Linked DNA regions of Mus musculus: region 2 is linked to region 1. Evidence: chromatin contacts called from public promoter capture Hi-C data. All regions are on one chromosome and are shown on one strand. Each heading gives the region's core, a stretch centred on a gene start, on an enhancer-like site or on the middle of the called end of the contact. The rest is flanking DNA. Distances are from core to core; before and after follow the strand shown. Region 1 has its middle 37 kb from the start of Mier3. Region 2 overlaps Gpbp1 (GC-rich promoter binding protein 1).

Evidence for each region. Promoter capture Hi-C pulls out the DNA fragments that hold promoters and counts their contacts.
Region 2: a promoter capture Hi-C map of liver shows a contact between it and region 1. The contact joins two enhancer-like sites. A contact is called at or near these places in 13 of 39 promoter capture datasets (the 3T3-L1 cell line, 3T3-L1-derived adipocytes, the C10 cell line and 7 more), 10 of 484 Hi-C or Micro-C datasets (CD4 T cells, LSK cells, the N1E-115 cell line and 5 more), 14 of 115 datasets of contacts at active chromatin or transcription factors (the 230-238 cell line, T-cell acute lymphoblastic leukemia, astrocytes and 7 more) and 1 of 9 other capture datasets (embryonic stem cells).

The regions. Positions count from the first base shown.
Region 1 is chr13:111,720,449-111,726,751 of GRCm38.p6, forward strand. It overlaps the pseudogene Gm15488. Among named protein-coding and RNA genes, the nearest start is that of Mier3, 37 kb to the left of the region's middle. Within about 2 kb of position 4,998, at least 391 of the 459 cell types and tissues checked have an H3K27ac peak or open chromatin away from gene starts, as enhancers often do. A contact at or near this core is called in liver, where this site is marked.
Region 2 is chr13:111,426,250-111,432,884 of GRCm38.p6, forward strand. It overlaps Gpbp1 (GC-rich promoter binding protein 1), which reads right to left. Exons shown (of 13, transcript NM_028487.5): 13 at 1-402. The coding sequence ends at 244. Among named protein-coding and RNA genes, the nearest start is that of Gpbp1, 61 kb to the right of the region's middle. Within about 2 kb of position 5,147, at least 7 of the 459 cell types and tissues checked have an H3K27ac peak or open chromatin away from gene starts, as enhancers often do. A contact at or near this core is called in liver, where this site is marked.

The DNA of each region.
Region 1 (6,303 bases), core at 3,748-6,247:
CAATTTACTCGTGGCAACACCAAAGACAATTGCTGGGGCTGGAGAGAGAGCTCAGAGCATTTTGTGGCTCGTCAAGGCTCAGTTTCTCGCACCCATGCCAGGCACACTGGGTGACACACCTGCTCCAAAGTCAGCAGACCCTCTTCTGGTCTCCAGCAGGAACTTGCACACACAGAGATAAAATCTAAAACAATCGCTAATGCTTGGTTAAAATGCACAGACAACTTTATAAAAGAAAACACGAGGGCTGGCAAGATGGCTCTGACTGCTCTGCCAGAGGTCCTGAGTTCAATTCCCAGCAACCAAATGGCTTGCAACCATCTGTAACAATTCTGGTGTATCTGAAGATAGCTATAGTGTACTCATACATTAAGTAAATAAAATTAAAAAAACCATGAAATGACAAATTTAGTTTTAATAAATGTATGAAGACCAATTAAAAATTGGAATTGTATTATAAATTTGAAATTGAAATGAAGCAAATTTCATTTACCTTGAAATTGGGGCACATATATAACATCAACAAACATAAAAAAAAAATACTCTGGTTAAGTCTTAAAAACATTTGCTCTTAGGAACTCAAAGAAGTGACCAGCAAACAAAACCCCTGAATATTTGTAGTGAGCACAATAGCTACTTAGAAAATCTGGCTTTAAAAAAACAAAAACAAACAAACAAACAAAAAAACCAGCCAATTCTGGAAGCCTGGAGTCTCCACCATACCAAACAAGTGCTCTGTCATGGAGCCACCTCCGGTCCATCGACTTTTACCAAAAAGAAAAAGGTGCTCCTAGGCCAGGCGTGGTGGTGGCACATGCCTTTAATCCCAGCACTCGGGAGGCAGAGGCAGGCGGATTTCTGAGTTCAAGACCAGCCTGGTCTACAAAGTGAGCTCCAGGACAGCCAGGGCTACACAGAGAAACCCTGTCTCAAAAAGAAAAAAGGTGCTCCAAATTCTATAAAGACTTTTCTTAGAAATTTTATTTTTCAAGTAGTGTATGCAGGAGACCGGACATGTTGGTGTAAAAGGCTGACCTTTGTCACAACTGCAGGAAATGTTTGGGAAATTTGTTTCAGTTCTCTAGGGAAAACTGCAGGCATACCTAATTCCTGATAGCAGACCTTAGTGGCTCTGTCTAGGAACAGGCACGTTTTAGAGGAAAAAGCCATATCACAGGGTGAGAGTAAAAAACACCAATGAATTATATTTAATGTATTGTTTTGCTACAAACTGTTGGAACATACTCAAAATATTACTGATATTTAGTAAAATAAAAATTTAAAATATGCTGGGCGTGGTGGCACACACCTTTAATCCTAGCACTTGGGAGGCAGAGGCAGGTGGATTTCTGAGTTCGAGGCCAGCCTGGTCTACAAAGTGAGTTCCAGGACAGCCAGGGCTACACAGAGAAACCCTATCTCAAAAAACAAAAACAAAAACAAAATGTTAAAATACTAAATATAAGTGTTTAGATTACACACAAACCTAGGTAGTAAGCATGCATGCTTCATCTCTACTTGTTGTTCAAAACAGGGTCTTCTTATGTAGCCCATGGTGAACTTGAACTCTGATCCTCCTGGCTCAGCCTTCCAGTGATGGAATAAACCATACACCACCATGCTTGGCTTCATCGTTTTCTTCTAAAATATCAGGAACTAAGGGTTCCAGTCATTCAGTTAGATAAAGGAGCCAGGCCTGCTCCTGTAACTGTAAATGTAGCCAGGTAATCAGGGTTTTGCCAGTGGGAAACTCAAGCCAATAAATGGATGACTTATAAACTTAGCAATACTGAGAAAGGGGATACTAGTTTAGTGGTTAATATGTAAAACTATATTTCAACACAGATAAAATAATCAAATCATTTAAAATTTCTAAAGTAATCATTCTTGAAAGATAACGTTTCTCAACAAGTTGTAGACACTCAAGCTCGGTTACCCAACGGGCTTTGTGCTCAGTCACATGACAAAGAACAATCAGCCATTGTTGTACCTCCTGTCAAAAGCCCAGGCAGGCCAACTTACTGTCTGAACAATTGTCAACGTACTGTCCTATAACCAGAGGACTGTGAATTTCTGATATTAGCCATGTACTGCCATTCATTCTTCAAGGGCCAGGTTGTTCTCTCTCGCCTCAAGAAGAGTTGAGGGTATTAGCTAAGAGGGCGTCCTGTTGGATGTTAAAGAATCCAAAAACCACAAAATGAACCCTACAAGTGCGATTTCTTTTCAGAAGGTTTTGTCTACCAGGCAGGCAACTACATTCACATAGCAGCCTTTTAAATGGATTTTATTTAAAGTATAAATGCTTAAGCCACAATCACTATGGCAAATATAGTCCTACACCCTATGACTGAGGTTGAATATGGATATTTATTGCCTGAGTACAATTTTTGATATTCCTTTGTCATATCCATCAGTGACTACCCCATCCAGGCATCTAAAACTAAATCAGTTTCCAGTGGAGTGAAAAAAGATCGGGTCATACTTGTGATATGCTGCACCTATTATACAACACGGCAAAGGCACAGACACAACATGTGAAACTAAACTACCCCATAAGGACAATCTTACTTAAAAACCTAAATAGAAGTCTGTTTTAATCCCTCCATCTTTATGAATAACATTAGTTATGAGCATAAAATAATGAGTTTATTATGATACTTTAATACATGTTCTTTCATCTTCTTAAACAATTTATTTCCAGTCTAGAATATCATGTTTTTGTTTTTGTTTCTTTTTTTTTTCCCCCGAGACAGGGTTTCTCTGTGTAGCCCTGGCTGTCCTGGAACTCACTCTGTAGACCAGGCTGGCCTCGAACTCAGAAATCCGCCTGCCTCTGCCTCCCAAGTGCTGGGATTAAAGGTGTGTGCCACCACGCCCGCCTGAATGTCATGTTTTTGAAAGACTTGTTCCTAACAGATGATGAAGCACAGAACCAGCAGACCATAGAGAAGGCAGAATCTAAATTTTAATGATAATATGAACAACATTCTTTAGACTCAGTTTTACAAAGTTATATACACATATATATCCACACGCATATATTTATTTAGTCTAATTTGATATCCCTTGGATATTATTTTAAAAGTGTATTTTGCTAATGACTAGTATAGAAGATTTATGTGAGAACAAATGAATCTGACCTTCATGCTGTTTTTTTCTATAACTGGTAAAGGAGAAAATGAATATATATTGGGAAAGTCTCATGACCAAAAAATGCATTTATTGGGATGGAGAGATGGCTCAGCAGTTAAGAGCACTGGCTGCTCTTCCAAAGGTTCTGAGTTCAAATCCTAGCAACTACATGGTAGCTCACAACCATCTGTAATGAGATCTGATGCTCTCTTCTGCGGTGTCTGAAGTCAGGTACAGTGTACTTACATATAAATGCAATTATTCCATCACACATTATAGCATACTTTAACAGACAATGTAATTTATAAGGTTAATTATGAAATTAAAAGTCTGAAAACTTGGGTTTCAAATTCAAATCTTTATTTACTCTGACTACAGAGCTAGACCAGCAATCTTTGGCAATACTAACAGCTTTTTACCAGGATACATAGATTCTGTTTCTTGGGTATCAATCCTTCAGTGACAAGACAAATCTTCCTGTAGACACCTAAACCCAAGGTCATACAACGAATGTCTTCTGGTTTAAAGCCATTTGGTTGTTGATAGCCATTTTCAAACAGTCTCACCTTTTGATGCTGGACTCTCAGAAGGTGTTGATTTTTTGACTCAACTGGTTCTGGAAGCACAAGAAATTTGATGGCTTACTATGGTCGTTTAAAAATAGAGCCTGGGGAACCTTTGGTAACGTTCCTAGAACAACGTCACCTGTAATAATTTTATCTTTGGGTCTTTTGCAATGTGTTGAAGAATCTGAAAGTTTCTGTTTCCTACGCAGCAATCGACTAAAGTTCTGGATGATTCCTGGGTTATTGCCCTTAATGAACTAAGCTATGCTAAACTGAGACCCTAGAAGAAGCAATTCTTTGGGAGAGGTCAATGTTCTCTAACCCGCAACCATGAGCATCCAAGTAGCCAGTCATCAACATGCGTTTTGTTTTGTTTTGTTTTTGCAAAGAAACTTGGGCATGGAAATGCTAGGGAACGTGCCCGAGGTACTAAAGCTGTAAACGGAAAGATCAGAAGCAGACACGTAGCTCAGCTTTCCCTCGAACCATTCAATAGCTACTTGAATGTTTTCAAATAAGAATCTTCGTAAACACTTTTTCCCATAGGCGTGTCCTTTTCAAAGGCAAACTTAAGCCAAATTCACATCCCTTGTCATATAGTCTCTCCCGGGAGTGGTAATTTCTTCTTTGACTATATCACTCTTACTTCCAGAACTATTTTTTTTTTTTAACAAACTGTTGTTTCTGAACAAAAAGGAAGAAACTTTCTCTTGATATTTCTAAGGTAACGCCACACCCGAATTCACGTCTCCGTAGTGTGAAGCTTCGGGAAGGCGCTTGTGTCTGTCTCACTTTCAGCCGAGTCTTCCGCTGCATAGACTGCAGATCAGCAGCACGCTCACAAACGCCAGCCGTCACAGCCCACGGCGACCCACCCCGAGCAATCCATGGTTTTCTGCTCTTTTCTACGCGTTAATGAGACTAAGCCTTGACTTTTCCGAGGAAGTTCAAACTCCTAGGTCCCGGTTGAGGAAAGGCCACACCCCCACTTTGTAAGTTTCTATTTGCTCCTTTGCAGCATCCTTGTAAGGGCGGAGTTACTAAAGGAAAAAAGCGCGCGCGCGTGAGACCCAGCAGCGCGGCGCACACTGGGAAAGGGGACACAGGTCCCGCCCCCGTAAGGTGGGCATCTGCGTTACCGAATAGCCCCAACCCCCTCGGCGACCCTCAGCCTCAGGGCTCCGCCTACTTTGGGCTCCACCCACTTCAGGTTCCTTTCGCCTTAAACCTCGGGTTGTCCCAGGCTCCACCCACCTCAGGCTCCTCCTCTTAGGCCCGCCCACCGCAGAACTTTGGAAGCCCCCAGGCTCCACCCACCTCAGGCTCGGCCCCCCCCAAGGCTTGCTCGAGTCAGCCCAGGGCATCCCGGGGCTTCAAGTACTTCAGGCTCCGCCTCCGCGGCCCGCCCGCCTCAGCCCATTGGCTGGGCGTAACAGCTTTGGCAGCAGCGAGGGCTGCGTGACGTCGTGAGGTCCTGCCATTCCGTCCTCTCACTTCGGGTTGTAGGTGAGGCTTCTCACATTCTGGGGGGGACGAAGCGGCGCCATCGCCCCCACACACCCTGCAGGCTGCTCTGTGGTGCAGCGAGGAGGAAGGCGTGGAAGAGGCGCGTCGAATCCTCGCCCCGCTCAGTTAAGGGAGGAGCCGGGCTGCGCTGTCCCGCCCTCCGGGCCTCCGCCCAGGGTGTCCCACACCGCAAGGCTCCTGCAGCCCGGGCGCGCAGAGCTGGAGCAGCCTGCTCTCGCTGTGCGTTTGCGCTCTCATGGGTACAACGATCTTGGTTGTGCGCGAAGAGTCACTGGACTTCATGGCATCCTGGCCTCTAGGAACGCTCCCTGGGCGTGGGCCGCCTGGTTTCTTTCCCAGGGTTGTGCCTGCTGCTTGTAACGTCTGTCCTCAGCCTCTGCTTAGTCCCTACTCTCATGGGCTCCACTCAGCTGAACTCTTCTCGGCCAATTTCCAGCCTTAGCCTGGACCTCAGGCGCTTCTAAGAGCGAGCGAACCCATTCAAAGAGGCACACACACACTGATTTAGTTTATGCGTATTAGTGATTTACCTGCATGTATATATGTGCACCTTGTGGGTATCTGGTGTCCACGGTGTCCGCTGGAACCGGATAAATGGTTGTGAGCGACCATGTGGATGTTGGGAACAGAATCCCAAGGTAGCTGCATGAGTGTTCTTAACTAAAGTGATTTGTGAATATATAGACATAAGAACAAAATGCCCTGTTTGCACTTCATTCTCCTAAACAGCCGAAGGCAAGATTACCAGACAAAATGCTTTCTTAAGGAGCTTTTTAAGGTATAGTATATGATATTTCATAGTGGTGTATGATAAACCGCACACACTTAAAGTGAACAATTTGATAAATCTTTTGTCTATACACTAATCAAAATTAAGATTGTAAATGTATCCATCACTTTCAAAATCCTGTTAGAACCTTTCTTTAACCATTCTCATGTATTCTTTCATTCCCAGTCCCCAAGTGACCATTAAGCTTTCTGTCATTGGATTAATATGATCATGTTATATTATCCTTTATATTACTGGGTTCTTTTGGTAAGATATTTAAAGAAAATTTGCATATGCATTATGAGA
Region 2 (6,635 bases), core at 3,897-6,396, 290 kb before region 1:
TGAAGAAAGTCAATGTTGGATCAACCAAAGTCCTCATTTCTACAACATTCATTTACAAAGAAATAATGTTCAACACAGCCCAACACAACATTCTTGGTTTTCTTCATATCGAAGTCCCCCAAAAAATCATCTTCTAATGGGGTAGGTTCACTACATAAATTATAGTTCTTCATTTTTACAATTCACCCCAAACTGCATGAGAGATGTATCACACTAACATTTCTAAAGCTGTGAGGATCTCCTTCACACATCGTCATCATCCGACGTGTCGCTGCTACTTGTCTCTGTGTCATCATTCTCAATTGTGGGTTTGAAAGTGCTGTTTTTCCAGGGTCCAAACTTGAAGTCACAGATCAGGCCATTTTTCAAAATACCATTTTTTCTCAGACCATTCTTCTGTAACTAAAATGTCAAAAACAAGCAAATTAACAATCATTATCTTACCCTGAAAATTCCTGAAACAAGTACATCATGCCCCCAAATAAGCTATTTCAATAGTCACATGCAACTGACCAACTTATCTAACAAAGTATCTGTAACAGAATTAATCTATTCTTAGTTGAACATGGTAGCCTAAATCTATTAGCACTTGAGAGGCTGGAGATCTTAAATTCTAGGTAAGCTCTAAGCTACATAGAAGAATTCCAGGCCTGTCTGGCTGCATAGCAAGACCTTGTTACAAAATGAGAAAATGGAAATTAAAATCTATTCTTTGAGTAGAACAAACACTAACCACCTACCAAGAAACTGTTAAAAAGTAAGAATAGAGATATTGGGGGGGGGGGGGGGCTGGTGAGATGGCTCAGTGGGTAAGAGCACCCGACTGCTCTTCCGAAGGTCCGGAGTTCAAATCCCAGCAACCACATGGTGACTCACAACCATCTGTAACAAGATCTGATGCCCTCTTCTGGAGTGTCTGAAGACAGCTACAGTGTACTTACATATAATAAATAAATAAATCTTTTAAAAAAAAGAATAGAGGTATTGGAAATACAAAGGGTAGATGTGACTCAAAACTGTTACACTAAAGTTTTAAACCTTTCCAAGTTTTTGTTGTATTACATAAACATTATGATAAATATACTTTGACGTGCTACTAAACAATAACTGTATGCTAATATGTAAATAATAACAGTAACTGTATGCTGATCTCTTCATTTCCATGACCTAAAGTAACAAAAAGTGGTGGCGCACGCCTTTAATCCCAGCACTTGGGAGGCAGAGGCAGGCGGATTTCTAAGTTCGAGGCCAGCCTGGTCTACAGAGTAAGTTCCAAAACAGTCAGGGCTACTCAGAGAAACCCTGTCTCCAAAATAGCTCCTTAAACATGACACTTTCATTACATTTAGGAATTCCAAAATCCTGATGCTTGTAACTCAGGTATTTTATATTCTCAAAACCATGTTACCTAACATCTCTCCAGTACAAGCTGTAATCCTGCAAACTGATAGTGTCTTGATATAATCCTTTCAGCTATAGATGACTTGGTAGTTCAGGCTGGCATTAAATTCAGTCTTCATTCTTTTGCCACCCACATGTTACAGGCAGAACTTCCAGTTTAGTAATAGGCCTCACATTCAATGACTGAATCATGTGGAGACTAACTGAGGAAGATAACTGACATGGACATTTACCACCCCCCCCAAATGCATTGACACACACACACACACAACTGTACACAGGTGTGTACCAGTATACACATACAGATTTTGTTTTCATTGGCATTCTTGACAGATGATTTTGTGTGATGTTTGTGGCAGATAAGATGATATTGGCTCATAAATTGTGTGACGTAAGAGTAGAACTTTAAATAGAGAAGAAACATTTTTCAGAGAGGGACCAGACATATTTATAAGTATGGTGGCTAGGGACATTAGAAATGGATGTGTTCAAAATGGTAGAGAGTGGCTCTTTGTGCTTGCACAGCAATCACTTTACCAAGTAACCCATCCCCTGAGCTCCAAGTCTTTTATTCCTTATATTTTCTATAAGCTTATACATCCCCCAGAAAAATCTAACATTTTAAAGCATTTTCTTAAAATAGCTCCTTAAACATGACACTTTCATTACATTTAGGAATTCCAAAATCCTGATGCTTGTAACTCAGGTATTTTATATTCTCAAAACCACGTTACCTAACATTTCTCCAGTACAAGCTGTAATCCTGCAAATTGCTACAACATATTCCCAATTCATCATATCCTGATATGACATTCCAAGTCCTTCATATTCTTATTACGGGTTAAGTAAACCAAATAAGTCAGCCAAACTTGAGTTCAAATTCTAATTGCTTTTCTCATAAACTTACAAGCTGTAGTCTTCTATCCAGCAGTAATAATAATAGTATCTACACCATAACAATAACTTACAGAAGCACTGTTAGGAAACACTTAGCATGGCACCTAGTGTAAATTATGAGCTAGTTAACAATCGTTGTTAAGAACCTTTAAAAGCTTTCCACCCAATTCTCTTTCTGATACTTTGAGCCCAACAAAAATATATTTTCTAACTTTTTTGCCTAATTTACATCTTGCTCCGGCAATATCATTCATCTTTTATCTTATCTGTCAAAAGCCAATTCAAATCTAACTTCTTAAATATTGCTAAGTCATTGCAAGTGGAACTATGTCCACATTAACCACTACAGGGGAAGAATTCTGAAAGAGGGAACATTTTTCTTAACAGTCTGTAATGATAATAGGCACTCAAGAAGGTCTTCATTTTGCATTTCTCCATCACCCCACTCACTCCTCTTTGGTCCTCATCAGCAACATTTAGAACTATTATCACAACCTGATTTACATAGGAATTTATATATTCTCACTAACTGGAGAAAGGAGTGCAACTCTAGACATTTAAACATATCTGAGCACTCAGTATATATTTGCTGAAAGAATGTTTAAACCCAGAACCATTAAGTTCCAACTCTGTTATCAGGAATAATACTAATTCTTTTTATAAACAATATCTTTAATTTTTCGGGTACCTAGTTATCAAATGTTTCATAGTATTTAACATAAACATGCTTTTATCATTAGTTCAAAAATATAGACTCTATGTATGTTTTACTAGCTTCAAATTCACAATATGGGAAAATAGTATCTTAGTTATTTTATTATCAAAATGGTTTAGCTACCTGCCTCAGTTATCACACGGTGTTAGAGTCAATTATCTTGGTAATATACTATCTTCGGAATACTACCCATAGCAAGAGTACTAGGTACATTTTCGATGATACTTTTCTTTAAACTCCAAGTGTTCCAGATGGAGGTAGCTTAGCTGTAGAGCGCTAGCTTAGCATCATGTACTGTAGAGAGGAGCTAACTTCCGTACAACAGACACCACATGAGTAAGTGGATGCCAGGGCCTGGACTGGATATAAAGACTGACTACAAAGGCAAATGGAAAACATCTAAGAAATATTGATTTAATATAACAAGGTTACAGTATATAAAAATCAGCACAGAAAAGTCAGATGTTTCTAAAAGAATGAACACTGATAACAACTAAATGAAAACTGATTAGAAGTCAATTCCATTTGTACAATGATTAAAGTTCACAAAGAGGTTTAAAATCTGATATACTCCAAACCCACACCAAACCATCCATCCCATGCTCATAGTTTGGAAGATTTAACTTTGCTAAGATATAAACATTACCCCAAATGTTTACAGATTCAACGAAATCCCATTTGAAACAATGGCATTTGTTAAGGGGCAGCAGGAAAGGGGGAATCCAACCTTCTACTAGAACAGGGCAGGGTAGACAAAAGAGTAAGGATTGGGTAGGGATATGATCAAACTTACTACATGCACGTATAAAAATCTCACCATGAAACCACTAGTTGTAATTTACATATATTAATATAAAAGGGTTTTTTTAAAATAGATATAGAGAAGCCAGACAATAGTGGCATGCACTTTCAATGCCAGCACTTGGGGAGTAGAAGCAGGTGAATCTGAGTTCAAGGTCAGTCTGGTCTACAGAGCGAATTTCAGGGCAGCCAGGGACACAGCAAAGAAACCCTGTCTTGGGAGGGGGTGGGGAGAGAGATATAGAGAGTCAAAGAAAATTCACTATAAAATTTACATGGAATATGAAGAGACCACAAAACAATCTTTTAAAGCAAAGTTATGAGACCTTCCTGACTTTTAAAAATTACCACAAAAATAGTTCTAAAAACAGTGTAGTTAAAACTTAACAAATGCAGAGTATTTGCCTGGCCAGCACTGCTTAGTGATCCTCACCACTGCATGAACTAGGCATGGTAAATAGAATAAGCCTGCTATTTCAGCACACCAAGAAACCCAACCTAAGTTGAAGGTCATCCTCCCAGACTACAAGGCAACCAGTGCTAAAGCCTGTCTTTATTTTTTTTAATTTAAAAAAAAAAAAAAAAGACTCAAACTGACAGACCAAAGAAATGGAGAGCCCAGAAATGAAACCCAAGTGTAGCTTGGGTACCTGCTACTTATCTATTTAAAAAATTTTTATAGCATTTAGTAGGTTCTCTCCTTATACCAAAGGGTCAAACTCAAGTTACCAGGTTTGATGGCAACTGTGTTTATCTGCTAAGCCATCGATCTCACTGGGCCTGGCCAGATCAGAAATAAATAAATAAATAAATAAATAAATAAATAAATAGCCACATTGCTCACGCCATAGCCTCCTATCCTTAAGTTGTCAACACTCGGTCACAGTAACACCAAAAGCCCCTTAATACCCATGTAAGGTTGGACCTTTAGTGTATACTATTATAAAAAGAAAACCTAAACACTAAGATCTAAAACTTGAAAGAGACGAAAAGCTTCAAAAGTTTAATCCAAAGTACAAGCACCAAAAACCTTAAATAAATAAATAAATCAGACTAAATCAAAGTATTTTCATAAACTGAGCTACAACCAAAAGCTAGGGTGCTTTTTGCCCAGCATGTACAAGGCTCCAGTCTTGATCCTGCCACACCATCCCTTCCCCCAGTCAACAAGATAAAAAGGCCTAATGTTTACAACATATAAAAAAACTCAATGACAAAATCTGATAGAGGTGACTCAAAGGTTAAAATGAAAAGCACTGGCTGCTCTTCCAGGGGACAGAGGTTCTAGTTATTTATCCACATGGTGGCTCACAAGCATAACTAACTCCAGTTCTAAAGGAGTCAATGACCTTTGCTGGCACACACACACACATAGATGGAAGGGAGTGGAGGATGTCGCAGTGATATGACATGGGTTGGCCTTGGGTATGACCTCCAGCATGGGGTGGGTGGAAGAGTGAGCTAGGAAAAAAAAACATCATTTGAATAGAAATTTACCCAAAGAAGTTAAGTTACACAAATGGAATTCAAGCCCATGAAAAGATCAAATTTCATCGTGGTAGATTGAATGAGAGTACCCAATTAAATTTGAAGGTCCCAGCTGCTGAAACGTTTGGGAGGATTAACAAGTATAGCATTGTTGGAGTACAACGTGGGCCACTGGGGCTGGGCTTTGAGGTTTAAATAAAAAAAAATGCATGTCACTCTCAGTTTCTTTCTCCACCCTCCCCTCCTCCCCCACCCCTTTCTATTTTAATGTAAGGATGTAAGCTCTGAGTTACTGCTCCAGGACAACCATGCCTACCTGCCACCCTATCCCCTACCATCCTCATCATGAACTCTAAACCCCTGAAAAAAACTATGAATTCCAAATAAACTATCCCTACCATGAGTGCCCTTGGCCATAGTATCTTATCACAGCAATAGGAAAGTAACTAAGACACTAGTCATTAGAGAGACATTTACTGAAACTACTAAGTTACCACTTATACTGTAAGAGAAAGACACATAGAAAAGTATGAAGAAGAGAAACTGGAACTCCTGTACTGTTAGCAAGAAGTGTAAAATGGTATATTCCACGGGAAAATAGCATAAGGGTCTCTCTGAAAGCTTTCTTATATTGTTATTTCTAAATTATTTTTGTTTAATGTGCATGTGTGAGTTCTTGCATGAACATCTGTGCACTATGACATGCCTAGTACCCAGAAGAGGTCAGAAGAGGTCAGAAGCAGCAATGGAGTCCCATTACTGGAGTTGCATACATGCCTATAGGCCATTGTCAAGATACCCAGAGTGAGTACTGGGAAGTGAACATGGGTCCTCTGCAAAAAGCTCTTAACACTGAACCATCTCTGCAGTCCCTAGATAGATCTACTATAAAATGTACATGTGATGGAGGACAATACACACGGGCTCGGTTCTCTCCTACCCAGCAGGTCCTAGTGATCCAACACAGGTCTTCAGACTTTGTGTCAAGTACCTTTACCTACTTGGTCATCATGTAACCCATAAAATTTTCCTTTATAAAGTGTGTCTATCAGTCTGTGTGTCATATGTGTATGCAACACATATGTAATTCACTTGTGGTCAGTTCTATCCTTCCATCATGTGAATTTTTTTAAATTTGTTTTTATGTGATCTTTTGTTTGCATGTATATCTGTGTGGGGATGCCAGAGCCCCTAGAACTGGAATTATTAAGTGCTGGGAATTGAACTCAGTTCCTCTGGAAGAACAGCCAATGCTCTTAGCTACTGAGCCATCCCTACAGCACGCCACCATGTGGATTTTGAGTATCAAAGTCAGGTTTTCAGGTTTGGTGGT